2 separate regions of the Mus musculus genome follow, and region 1 is linked to region 2. Evidence: chromatin contacts called from public HiChIP or PLAC-seq data. All regions are on one chromosome and are shown on one strand. The core of a region is the stretch at or near the end of the contact, and the rest is flanking DNA. Distances in the headings are between cores, read along the strand shown.

Region 1 (5,348 bases), core at 1,521-4,020, 250 kb before region 2:
AACAAGATTGTTTGGCTTCTACGGAGTATGTTATATTGTTCTGTAAGATCATGCTTACAGTGAGTCTCCTTTGGTTAACACTCACAAAGACATAAATATCTCTCCGATGCTGTCTTTGCTAAGAAAGGCCCGTGACACTCCTTACTCCCATACTTCTTTGGCGCCACAACTTCAGGTTTTTCTCTCTTTTGACCATCTGGCTGGCTGGATTGTTTCCATCTATACACAAGCCGATGGAAGGATACACGCCTTCTCATTGCAAACAAAAGAGATGTATTATGCTCCTAGGGCTGCAAAGACTAATTACAGTGTCATAAACACACACACACACACACACACACACACACACACACACACACACATACACACAGCATCAGAAGTGCCTTGCTTCTCAGCTCTCGAGGTGTAACATCTGAAGTAAGGTTAGTATGACTATGCTCCTTCTGCAGGCTCTTAGAGAGGCCTCTTCTTTACTTATGTGTAGTGTCTGTTGCCTTCTAGCAACCCTTGGCGAATGCTGGCTCAAGACATATCCCTCAAGTATTTGTCTCCATCATTAACACATGGAATTTTCCGTATGTGTCTGTGTCCAGATTTCCCTCTATTATAAGGGCATCTGTCACTGCATTTACGTGTCACTGAATTTAGGAACTATCCTGTCTGGTATGACCCCATTTTAACTCAAGGGCATCTGTAGCAATATCATTCTCAAATGAGGTCACAGTCACAGATAGACATGCCTTGGGGGTTGGGGGAAAATGACTTAGCGTGTGTAGAAGGCTATCCCACTGGGCAGGTTTTCCTTCAGCAATGTCAAGGTTATTACTGGGTGGGGCTTTGTTTAAGCACCTTACAAAGCTGTTGAAGTTTAACTAGAAATAGAAGTAGTTTCACATTATAAAATCTGCTATATACTTTTTATTACGTTTCTTATTTATCATGCATTTGTGTATGTGCCGGTGTGTATCAGAGTACGCAGGTAGAGGTCAGAGGACAACCTGCAAGACTGGATTCTCTCCTTCTATCACGTGTGTGGGACCTGGAAACTGACCTTGGAAACTTGCATCTCTACAAGTTGAGACAGCTTGCTGAGCCCTGGGGTGTGTGTGTGTGTTTGTTTAGGTTTTATTTGTTTGTTTTGTTTTGTTTTTCTTTTGAGGCAGTGTCTCTCTATGTAGGTCCCAGGGTCCTGGAACTTCCAGAGATCTGCAATCTTCTTTTGTAAACCAGTCTGTTCTCAAAATTCATTTTCCTATCTCTGCCTCCAAAGTGTTAGATACACTTAAAAAATGTATGTGTGTGTGAGTGTGTGAACACACTTGATCCATCCACTAGCAGAGGTTAGACCCTATCACTCCCTCCCTGTTACTCCATCTGAGGCAGTCTCTTTCTTCATTGGGGCTCCTGTTGCTTGGCTAGGCTGGCAGCCAGCAGCCTCCTGTTTCTATCCTCCTTGGAGCCCAAGCGACAGGCATGAGCTGGACACCCAGCTTCTTACGGGGTGCTGGATCTGAACCTGCCTGCTCAAGATTTTTGAGCAAGCACTTTAAAAATTATTATTATTTTTTAAATTTATTTATTATTATATCTAAGTACACTGTAGCTGTCTTCAGATGAACCAGAAGAGGGCGTCAGATCTCATTACGGATGGTTGTGAGCCACCATGTGGTTGCTAGGATTTGAACTCAGGACCTTCGGAAGAGTAGTCGGTGTTCTTAACCATTGAGCCCAGCCCTAAAAATCATTTTTTTAAAAAAAGATTTATTTATTTATTATATGTAAGTACACTGTAGCTGTCTTCAGACACTCCAGAAGAGGGCGTCAGATCTCGTTACGGATGGTTGTGAGCCACCATGTGGTTGCTGGGATTTGAACTTCGGACCTTCGGAAGAGCAGTCGGGTGCTCTTACCCACTGAGCCATCTCACCAGCCCCTAAAAATCATTTTTAATGTTATGTTTCATATGCTGTTTTGCCTGCATGTCTGTATATGCACCATGTGTAAGCTTGGTATCTGCAGAAGTCAGACGTCATTAGATCCCTGGGAATTGGAGTTCCAGAGGGTGTGTGCCACCATGTGTGGTACTGGGAACCAAACCGGGGTCGTCTGAAAAGGCAACAAGTTCTCTTAACCATGGAACCACCCCTTGGTCCTTGGACAAATATTTAAAACTATAGTAAAGACCTCTGTGAGTTCAAGGCCAACCTTGTGAGTTCTAAGACAGTCAGGCTGATGTAGAGAAAGCCTGTCTCAAAAATAAATAAGTAAATAAATAAATAAAATAAGATTTTAAGGAAGTTGATAAATTTTCACGGGAGGGGAAAGCCCCTAAATAGCTAAGTCAATGTTGGAAACTGGAATAAAAAGTGGCTTACATTGCAAATAAATAAGTATTGAATGTCGTTGGCACAAGAATATTAGATAAATGGGGAGCTGGCAGCCATATGGAAATAGTAAAACATCATGAGTAACATCATCCCTAACATCATGTATAACGTTAGACACACGGAATGACTTAAATGTATAAATGTGAACAACAAAACACAAAACAGTCATACCTCCCTACCCTGAGGATTGGTTTCAGGAGCCCCACCCCAGAAGGGACTCCATGGATACTCAGATCATATATAAAATGGTCTAGTGTTTGCATTCACCTTACACACATCCTCTTGTATACTTTAGGTTGTCTGTAGGTTACTATAAGACTAATATATACTGCAGGGGTTTGGAAATGATTTGAGGGCTGGTTTCAATCAGCAACAGGCACGGGAAAGCGTCTGAACGTTCAGTTCAGTATGGATGTTAATCACCCTCACCACAGGGAGCTTTAGCTCCGTTCTGTTTGGGGGCTGGGCATTCTGGTAAGTGAATCCTACTGTTGATCTACATCTGGAATCTACATCTGGAATATATACCCCAGACATCCGTTTATTTATTCATTATTTTATTTTATTTTATTTTATTTTGAGACAGGGTTTCTCTATATAGCCCTCGCTATCCTGGAACTCACTCTGTTGACCAGGCTGGCCTCAAACTCAGAAATCCACCTGCCTCTGCCTCCTAAGTGCTGGGATTAAAGGCATGCACCACCACTGCCTGGCTATTCATTTATTTTTGATACTGGGTCCCACTAGCCCTTGCTAGCCTGGACTTCAGTATGTTGACCAGGCTGCCTTCAAACTCACGGTGGTGTTGAACTGCTGGTCCCAGGCTTCTACCTCCCATGTGTTGAGGTCACACCTGAGCCGCCGTGCCTTGCTCAAGTTCTATTTTTCAAACCAGGGCCAGGTAAGAATGTCTTAAACCCAGAAAAGTCCAACTGAAAAGCAAAACACTGAGGAAAATTACAGATTAAAGACTTCTTGCTGTCTCAGATCGTACCAGGCAAGTTAAACAAGGCAGACCAGAGAAGGAATAAATTGTCCAGGTGAAAGCAGAGGGAACCTCCCTCCTCCACTCCCTCCCAGGACCTCGGACTCCCTCAGAAGCCAGCATGGACTCTGCCTGGCCACTGAGCTGGAAGGAGCCTTGGGTTTGTGTTGTGGGTCATGCTGCCCACCTTGTGCTGGTGCCTCTCCCGTTCCCGCTGCCTGGTTCATGTTTGCAAACATACCCAGAGCTGCAGCAAACAGCTCTTTTACAAAGCAGACACAGATGAAATACCAACCAGCTATACAGCAAGCTCAAGGCCAGCCTGGCCTACATGAGACCTTGACCCCCAAAAAGAAGGCTGAATCACTCTCTGACAATGTGGTGAGAGGTTAGGATAGTGGTGCAAGATTATGGAGGTTTTTTTTTGTGTGCATTCACGTGCATATACAAATTTGTAGATAAGGAGACAAAGACTGAAGTTGAATATTTTATTGTTTGTTTTGAGGTGAAAATTCTGGAATTTGGGTTTCTGTAAAGATTTATTTATTTATTATATGTAAGTACACTGTAGCTGTCTTCAGACACACCAGAAGAGGGCATCAGATCCCATTACAGATGGTTGTGAGCCACCATGTGGTTACTGCGATTTGAACTCAGGACCTCTGGAAGGGCAGTCAGTGCTCTTAACCACTGAACCATCTTTCCAGCCCATAGTATAAGAACATGTTTTTGTTCTAATCCCAGGTGTGGGGATATGGGGCTGCTTTGCAGCAGCTGACCATCATTTTCCTTATGCTCTACCAGAGGCATGGTTTTGCCAGCTGCAGATAGTTTCTGTGATCATATGACATTTGGAGTTCTGGGAACTTTTCAGAAGGTATATAAATGCAAGGGCCCTGAGAGGCAGGGTCGGTGGTTGTTGGTCATGGTTTGGTAGTAGTCATTGCTCAAACAAGAAACTAAAGGAAAAAAATTAGACTCAGGGGTTTCTCTCTTCTCTATCCTTCTACCTCTTCTACCTAGTAATAGAGGGAAGACGTGGAGGAGAGGGAAAGGGAGGGGTTAAAGGGTGGGACAAAAGAAGAACCTACAAAGTAGCAAAGATTGGCTACAGGGTTTCAATTTGTAGCCCTGGCTGTCCTGGAACTCACTCTGTAGACCAGGCTGGCCTCAACCTCAGTGTCTTGCCTGCCTCTGCTTCCCAAGTGCTGGGACTAAAGGTGTGTACCACCATCACCCTAGCTGAATAACTTACTCCCTTCCTTATTTATTTATTTATTTATCTATTTATTTATTTATTTATTTGGTTAAAGTCGCATACAGAGCTCCCTGAGTGCCTAGACTGGTTGACCAGGAAGCTCCAGGGATGGTTGTAAAAGTAACTTTTATTTTTCTGTTTTATTTGTTATCTCCTCGGCTTACTGCCTCTCTCTGCTAATCTAGGGCTGGTCCTGGAAGCTTCCAGCCTCCAATCAATCTTAACTAGGCATAGAGTGTTTTCAGCCTCTGAGACTTACTGCTGAATAACCTCACCCCTTCCTAGTTTTTTTTTTTTTTTTTTTTTTTTTTCTGAGCTCTGGCTGGCTGGTCAACTTAGCTCTTCTGGCTCAAACTCCTCTAAGCTGACTGATTCAATCTGGCTTCTTTCTCTAGGCCTCTTCTGAATTGCTATGCTTCATCTTATTCTAACTTTGGCAAACTGTTCTTCTGGCCCCTTCTGATTCTCTGGCTCACTCTGCCTTCACCTGTGTCTAGCTTGTTCTCTCTTCAACCTGTCTCTGTATAACTCTCCTGGTAAAAACTGCCCTGCCTCGTTTCCCTTTTCTCTTTTTCTCTTCTCTGCCTGCACTGATCTCTTCAGTAGCTCCCCTTTCTTCTGTTCTTTGAGAGTTGGGCAGATCCTATTCTGCCAGATCTTTCTCTGATTTGTCACTTTGCCACTCAACTAGACATCACTTCCAAACATGTCGTTCCCT
Region 2 (5,402 bases), core at 2,620-5,119:
AACAAGACTATGTCCACTTGCACTTGATCCCGTCTGCACATAAACTTAATTTCATCTTCAAGCTAAGGGTAGACACTTAAATTATTGACAGCTGACAGATGTAAACTTCAGAAGGTCTCTGGCGTTTGGATACCTCTGCCAGACAGTTGGGCGCTGCTGTGGAGTCCTCAGCAAGCTCTGCTCCAGTTGCTTGAAAACACTTCACACAAACAATAGAAAAGCAGGTTCTTTGGTCAAGCATTTAAACAAGTAACTAACCAGCTCCTCGTGGGAAAGTTCCTGTTCGTCAGACAGCAAATGAAGAGGGAAACATGCTAAGTCTAAGACTACATCTACAAGATGTGGCTTATATAATATGGCTTAGGAGTTACTATTTTGTTTTGTTGGATTTTGCAAATGGCTTAGGAGTTACTGTCTTGTTTTGTTTTGGATTTTGTAAATAACTAAATGATTGCTTTCCTACATAGCTTCACAAGCTATTGGTGATGGCCAAGTATTCAGGAATGGGGGTGGGCAGAAAAGAGCAGTTGCTCATGACACCAGAATAGAAAGCTCTAAAACAGGGCGTGGTGGTACACACCTTTAATCCCAGCACTCAGGAGACAGAGGCTGCCAAAAGCTGTCAATTCCAGGCTGGCCTGATCTACACAATGAGTCTCAGAACAGCAGGGGCTCTGCAGAGAGCCTGTCTCAAACAAAACAAGCGGACGAACTTTAAAAAACATATACTTTCCCCTAGAGTCAATAATTATTTTAAGGCCCCCCCTCTCCCAAAGTAGGCTGCCCTCAGTTCTGTTATAATACACAAAACTTACAACTTTAATTTAGCTCATTAAAAATCAGCTATCTGGGCTGGAGAGATGGCTCAGCAGTTAAGAGCACTGACTGCTCTTCAGAAGGTCCTGAGTTCAAATCCCAGCAACCACATGGTGGCTCACAACCATCTATAATGGTTTCCGATACACTCTTCTAGTGTGTCTGAAGACAGCTACTGTGTACTCATATGCATAAAAATAAATAAATCTTTAAAAAAAAATCAGATATCCACTTACTGATGAAAACTATCTTTTTTGTTTTGGTTTGGTTTTTCGAGACAGGGTTTCTCTGTATAGCCCTGGCTGTCCTGGAACTCACTCTGTCGACCAGGCTGGCCTCGAACTCAGAAATCCGCCTGCCTCTGCCTCCCGAGTGATGGGATTAAAGGCGTGCACCACCACGCCCGGCGAAAACTATCTTTTAGAAATACAGTTCCTGTGTGCAAAAGCCACTTTAAGTTTTAAATGGAGAAAAACGTGCAGGGGAGGAGGGATGGGGTGGGGAGAACCAGGAGCTGAGTTGCAAATATTCCACCTTTCCACCTTTCCCAGTACTGAAGAGCTCTCTACCCTAAGCTGCAGCAGTTTTCCTCATTTCCCGGGCCTTTTAAAGTGACAGGAACCCAAGTGCAGTCATGGGTTCCATCAGAGGCCTGATAACAGCTCACTGTTCTGAGGAGAGGTACTGACTTCCCAAAACACTCTCCAAAATAAGAGCTGACAAATGGACTGGCTTGCTGTATGGTTGGGTTTCACTTCGATTTTAAAGATGATTAAATATTTGAATACACTATGAAAGTGGTTCACATCTTAATTTTTTTTTTAAACGGCAGAAAGAAATGGGGGAAGGAAAAAGGATAACTATGTTGAAGTTTCCCCCAGATACAAGAAGATAAGATGTAAAAGCAGTCAGCTATTGAAGTCCGAAACACTGCTCACCTGCCCCATTCTTTATCTGTTAAAGGTGAAACATGGCTAGACTCATTTCTCTTAAATAAAAGATAAGCTCAATGAGATAAAGACATAGGGGCAGAGTATGCAGCTCCTTGCAGCTCTGAGGTGGGAGCACTCACCTAGCCTGCATAAGGGCCTGCCCCACCCATGCTTTCCCTCCCCCAAGTACACCTATTAAACACTCCAAAATAAATGGCTAGCCAATTCTCCTGGTGAAATCCTGCACTTAAGAGTCATCTCTAAAAGCAAACAAAAAAGAAGATAAAACAAGTTTTACAACTTTTGACACCCTATTGTGGTATTCAAATCTGCCCTTCAAACTGACCCTGGTTTGTGTGTGTGTGTGTGTGTGTGTGTGTGTGTTTACAGGCATCATGAAAACTGTTTATTTTTGGATGTTGATAATCAGCCTCAAAAGGCGGGGGAGGGGGCTTGGATGCCACTAGAAAAGTGTTGGTGGGACAGTGTAAATCCAAAGATAAATCCAATGGTAGAAAAGGGTCACGGTTCTCTAACGTTGAAAGTGAAAGACACCATAAAATGTACCTTTCTTAATGAAGCCTTAATAGTTTCTACCTTTAAATTCTAATAGCTGCCTCCCTTCTCCCCACAGGTACTCCCTGGAAACCTGGAGACCATCAAATTTAGAACATGATGTTCCAAAAACACTGCAAAACACATGTGGGACTGGATGATACGATACGGTACTTATCTATTAATATATTAATTTACTGAGCCACTATCTTTATGAACTTAGTAAAAAAAAAAAATGCAAGTGAAAAATAACTTGTACCTCATCACCACTACTGGCAGCCAATGAAAATGAAGCAGGTTTTGACCCCGACCCTGCCAACCCGGTTCAAGAACTTGGGAAAATACCAACGCCTGTTTCATAATACAGGTACTTTTTTTCTTCCCGTCCTTTAATAAGCTCTCTAGACAGACCTTTTTAAATCTTCCTAATTAGTTAGCAGCGTCCTTCAACCCACATATCAGGTGTCCCACATTTTCTGTATGTCCCGCCTAGAAAACAAACCCGATTGCCCCATTTTCGGAAAGGTAAACTCAGCTCCAGGCAGCTACCTATGAAGTCACCGCGTTTGTTATTTCAAAGATGCAATTAAGCGAAAATGACAGAAGGTTGTCTAAAAGATTAGTCGCAAATACGGGGAGGTGTCGATCTTACACAGGGAAAGAAACCTGCACTCTGTGACTCGCTCCCATGTCTCCCCATCCTCGCTTCTCCAATACACAACAGAAGGAAATTAAATTTCCAAAGTTCCTTGACTTTGGCTTAACTTTTAACTTTGCAGCTCTCGGCGCTCACGTTATCGAGCAAAGTGGAGAAAAGAAAGGCTGGCCTGCAGCAGAGAGAAGCAAACTTTACTAGAGCCTGTCCCCGTCCCTACCCCCTTCTCGGAGCCCTTACACAGACACATTCTTCTGGGCGGCTTCTAACCACACCATGTCCACAATCATTTACAGAAATTAGAAACAGACTCCGGGAGCCCTTCCCACCGCGCGCTCGGCGCAAGGCTGTCCGCACCAGCTCCACGGGGCAGCGTCACTCGCTGTGGCCCACAGCCCGTCGCTCCCTCCCACTCGGGGGTCTCAGCCAGGATTAAACTGCAAGCAGCTCGCGCTCCCCGCCCTCGGCGCACCAGGGATGCCACCATCCGAACCGAGGGGAGCCGAAGAGACGTCCCAGAGGCCCGCACATCCCACCCCCCGGGTCCGGCCACGCGTGCTTCTTACCGGCGCGTGGGGAGCCCCGGTGCGGCGACCGGAGCGCAGCGCGCGGGCACCGAGAGCCGCCGCCTCTTCTTCCCCGAGCTGCTTCGGGCGTGCGCAGAGAGGGTCGGCGGCGACAGAAGCAGCATCGCCGGGCGGCGACCCCCGCCGAGCTCCCGCCCGCCCGCCGCGACTTCGCAGCGCCTCAACGACGGCCGCCCGCGCGCGGCGCTGTCCAGGAGGCTGAGGCGGACGGGAGAGCCGGGGAGCGCTGCTCGGCAGCGGCGCGGAGACCTCGGAGAACTGTGACCATGGTGTGTCACCCTCGCCGCGGCGCGCCCGGCCCAGCTCCTCACGGCGCGCAGCTCCTCCTCGGCCCGACGCATCGGCCCCGCCCCTTGCCCTGTCAGTCAACCCCGCCCGCGCGCGGACAGGACCGCAGGTCCGGGACCCTGCACTCCGCTTCTCCCCATTGGTCCGCCAGGAGCCCCACCCCGCCTCCTCCCTTGGGACCGAGTCTCTGGGGAGACCTGCGCCCCGGTTGCCATGACAACCGGTGCCTTGGGTCGGGCTCCTCACTCTTCTTTTGGCCCCGCGCTGGGGTCGAGGGCGCCAGGGCAGGGTTCTGCTGTGTGCACTCTCCACTGTGCAGACTTGGGGATGAAGCCTCTTGGGCTCCCCCAACTTCAGACCCAGAACTTTCCGAAACGCGCGAGGAAGAGTGACAGACGCGAAGCTGCCGGCCCCTCCCCCTCCTCGCAGCCTTGCTCCCAGATTCTCTCCGGGCGACCCAGGCAATGAAAGAAGGTGGAGAGAGAGGGAACGTCGCCCTGCCAGCTCCCCCAGCTACACAGCAACCGAGAAATGGTGTGGGCAGTGAATCGGCTCCGCCGGGTTCCCACAGCTGTGAAGAGACTTTCAAAGGTGTGCTGCGACAGCACAGCCTCAAAGATCCCCCCGGAAAACTCAAATACTCGCGTTTTCGTGAGAAACAAGATTTTTGCCCTGATATTTTGTGAACTTGGCAACCCCAGCGTTAAAAGTTTTACGGTAAAACCACCTAATTGATAAACCATTTCTTTAAACACACAACAGCTTGGCGAAGGTGTATCCTCGTAGCGATTTCTTTCCTGCAAACTAAAACATTCTAAGTTCAATTATTTGCAAGGAAACCTTGCAGAATTCACGAGCAGAATAGCATCTTGTAATGTGGGTTTTAAAGGGTTTTTTGCTATCGTTCTCTTTGGTGCTATATAAGGTTACTAATACATTCAGTAACACATACAGGGTTAATTTTGTCTGAGATCCTATATGGACCTTTATTTACTTTAAGGATCTCCTCAAAATGGAGAGAAGAGGCTCGTCTGGCTTCTCCGGGCAAGCTGCAATCCCAGGTTCCCCAGCCCCTGAGGCTTTGGTACAGGTGTGATGAATGAGGGAATTAATTAATGATTTACCTTTGGCTACTATTTGAGTTTTCATTATCTCATTTACTAAATGAATAGCTGTGATGGATGTCTTCAAATATGCCTTGCACGTACGCACTGAATGGCATCTCTCTAACTCCATGGAAAACGAGAGCAGAAACCCAAATCCCTGTCCTCAAGGAGTCAAACATGGAGCCTGAGGGAGAAAGCTAGCCCTCCAGGAACAATCTGAAACCTGGGACCAAAAGGTTTAGCCAGTACAGCAGCAAAGGCATACCAATGGAGGAGGGGAACTTAATCTGGACTTTAAGAACGGAGCTAAATTGAGGGAGAGCAGCTAAGGGGAACCACCACAGAAAACTAGAGAGCAGCAGGAGGTCAGAAAACAACAGTGAGCAGGGCCGGCCTGTGGGAGTGGAGACAGAGAAGACTTGTAGCCCTTCCCCCAGTTTTGAAAGTTCCGGCTCATTTATCA

What was found. HiChIP or PLAC-seq counts read pairs in DNA pulled down with a chosen protein or histone mark.
Region 1: an H3K4me3 HiChIP or PLAC-seq map of craniofacial prominence shows a contact between it and region 2, with 2.8 times the contacts expected there. The contact joins the enhancer-like site here to the promoter of Ptpn13 in region 2. A contact is called at or near these places in 14 of 39 promoter capture datasets (the 3T3-L1 cell line, 3T3-L1-derived adipocytes, the C10 cell line and 8 more), 9 of 115 datasets of contacts at active chromatin or transcription factors (craniofacial prominence, embryonic basal ganglia, embryonic hindbrain and 4 more) and 3 of 9 other capture datasets (adipose tissue, embryonic stem cells and liver).

What each region holds. Positions count from the first base shown.
Region 1 is chr5:103,672,128-103,677,475 of GRCm38.p6, reverse strand. No RefSeq gene overlaps it. Among named protein-coding and RNA genes, the nearest start is that of Gm25721, 17 kb to the right of the region's middle. Within about 2 kb of position 2,770, at least 9 of the 459 cell types and tissues checked have an H3K27ac peak or open chromatin away from gene starts, as enhancers often do. A contact at or near this core is called in craniofacial prominence and second pharyngeal arch cranial neural crest, where this site is marked.
Region 2 is chr5:103,423,659-103,429,060 of GRCm38.p6, reverse strand. It overlaps Ptpn13 (protein tyrosine phosphatase, non-receptor type 13), which reads right to left and starts at 3,869. Exons shown (of 48, transcript NM_011204.2): 1 at 3,525-3,869.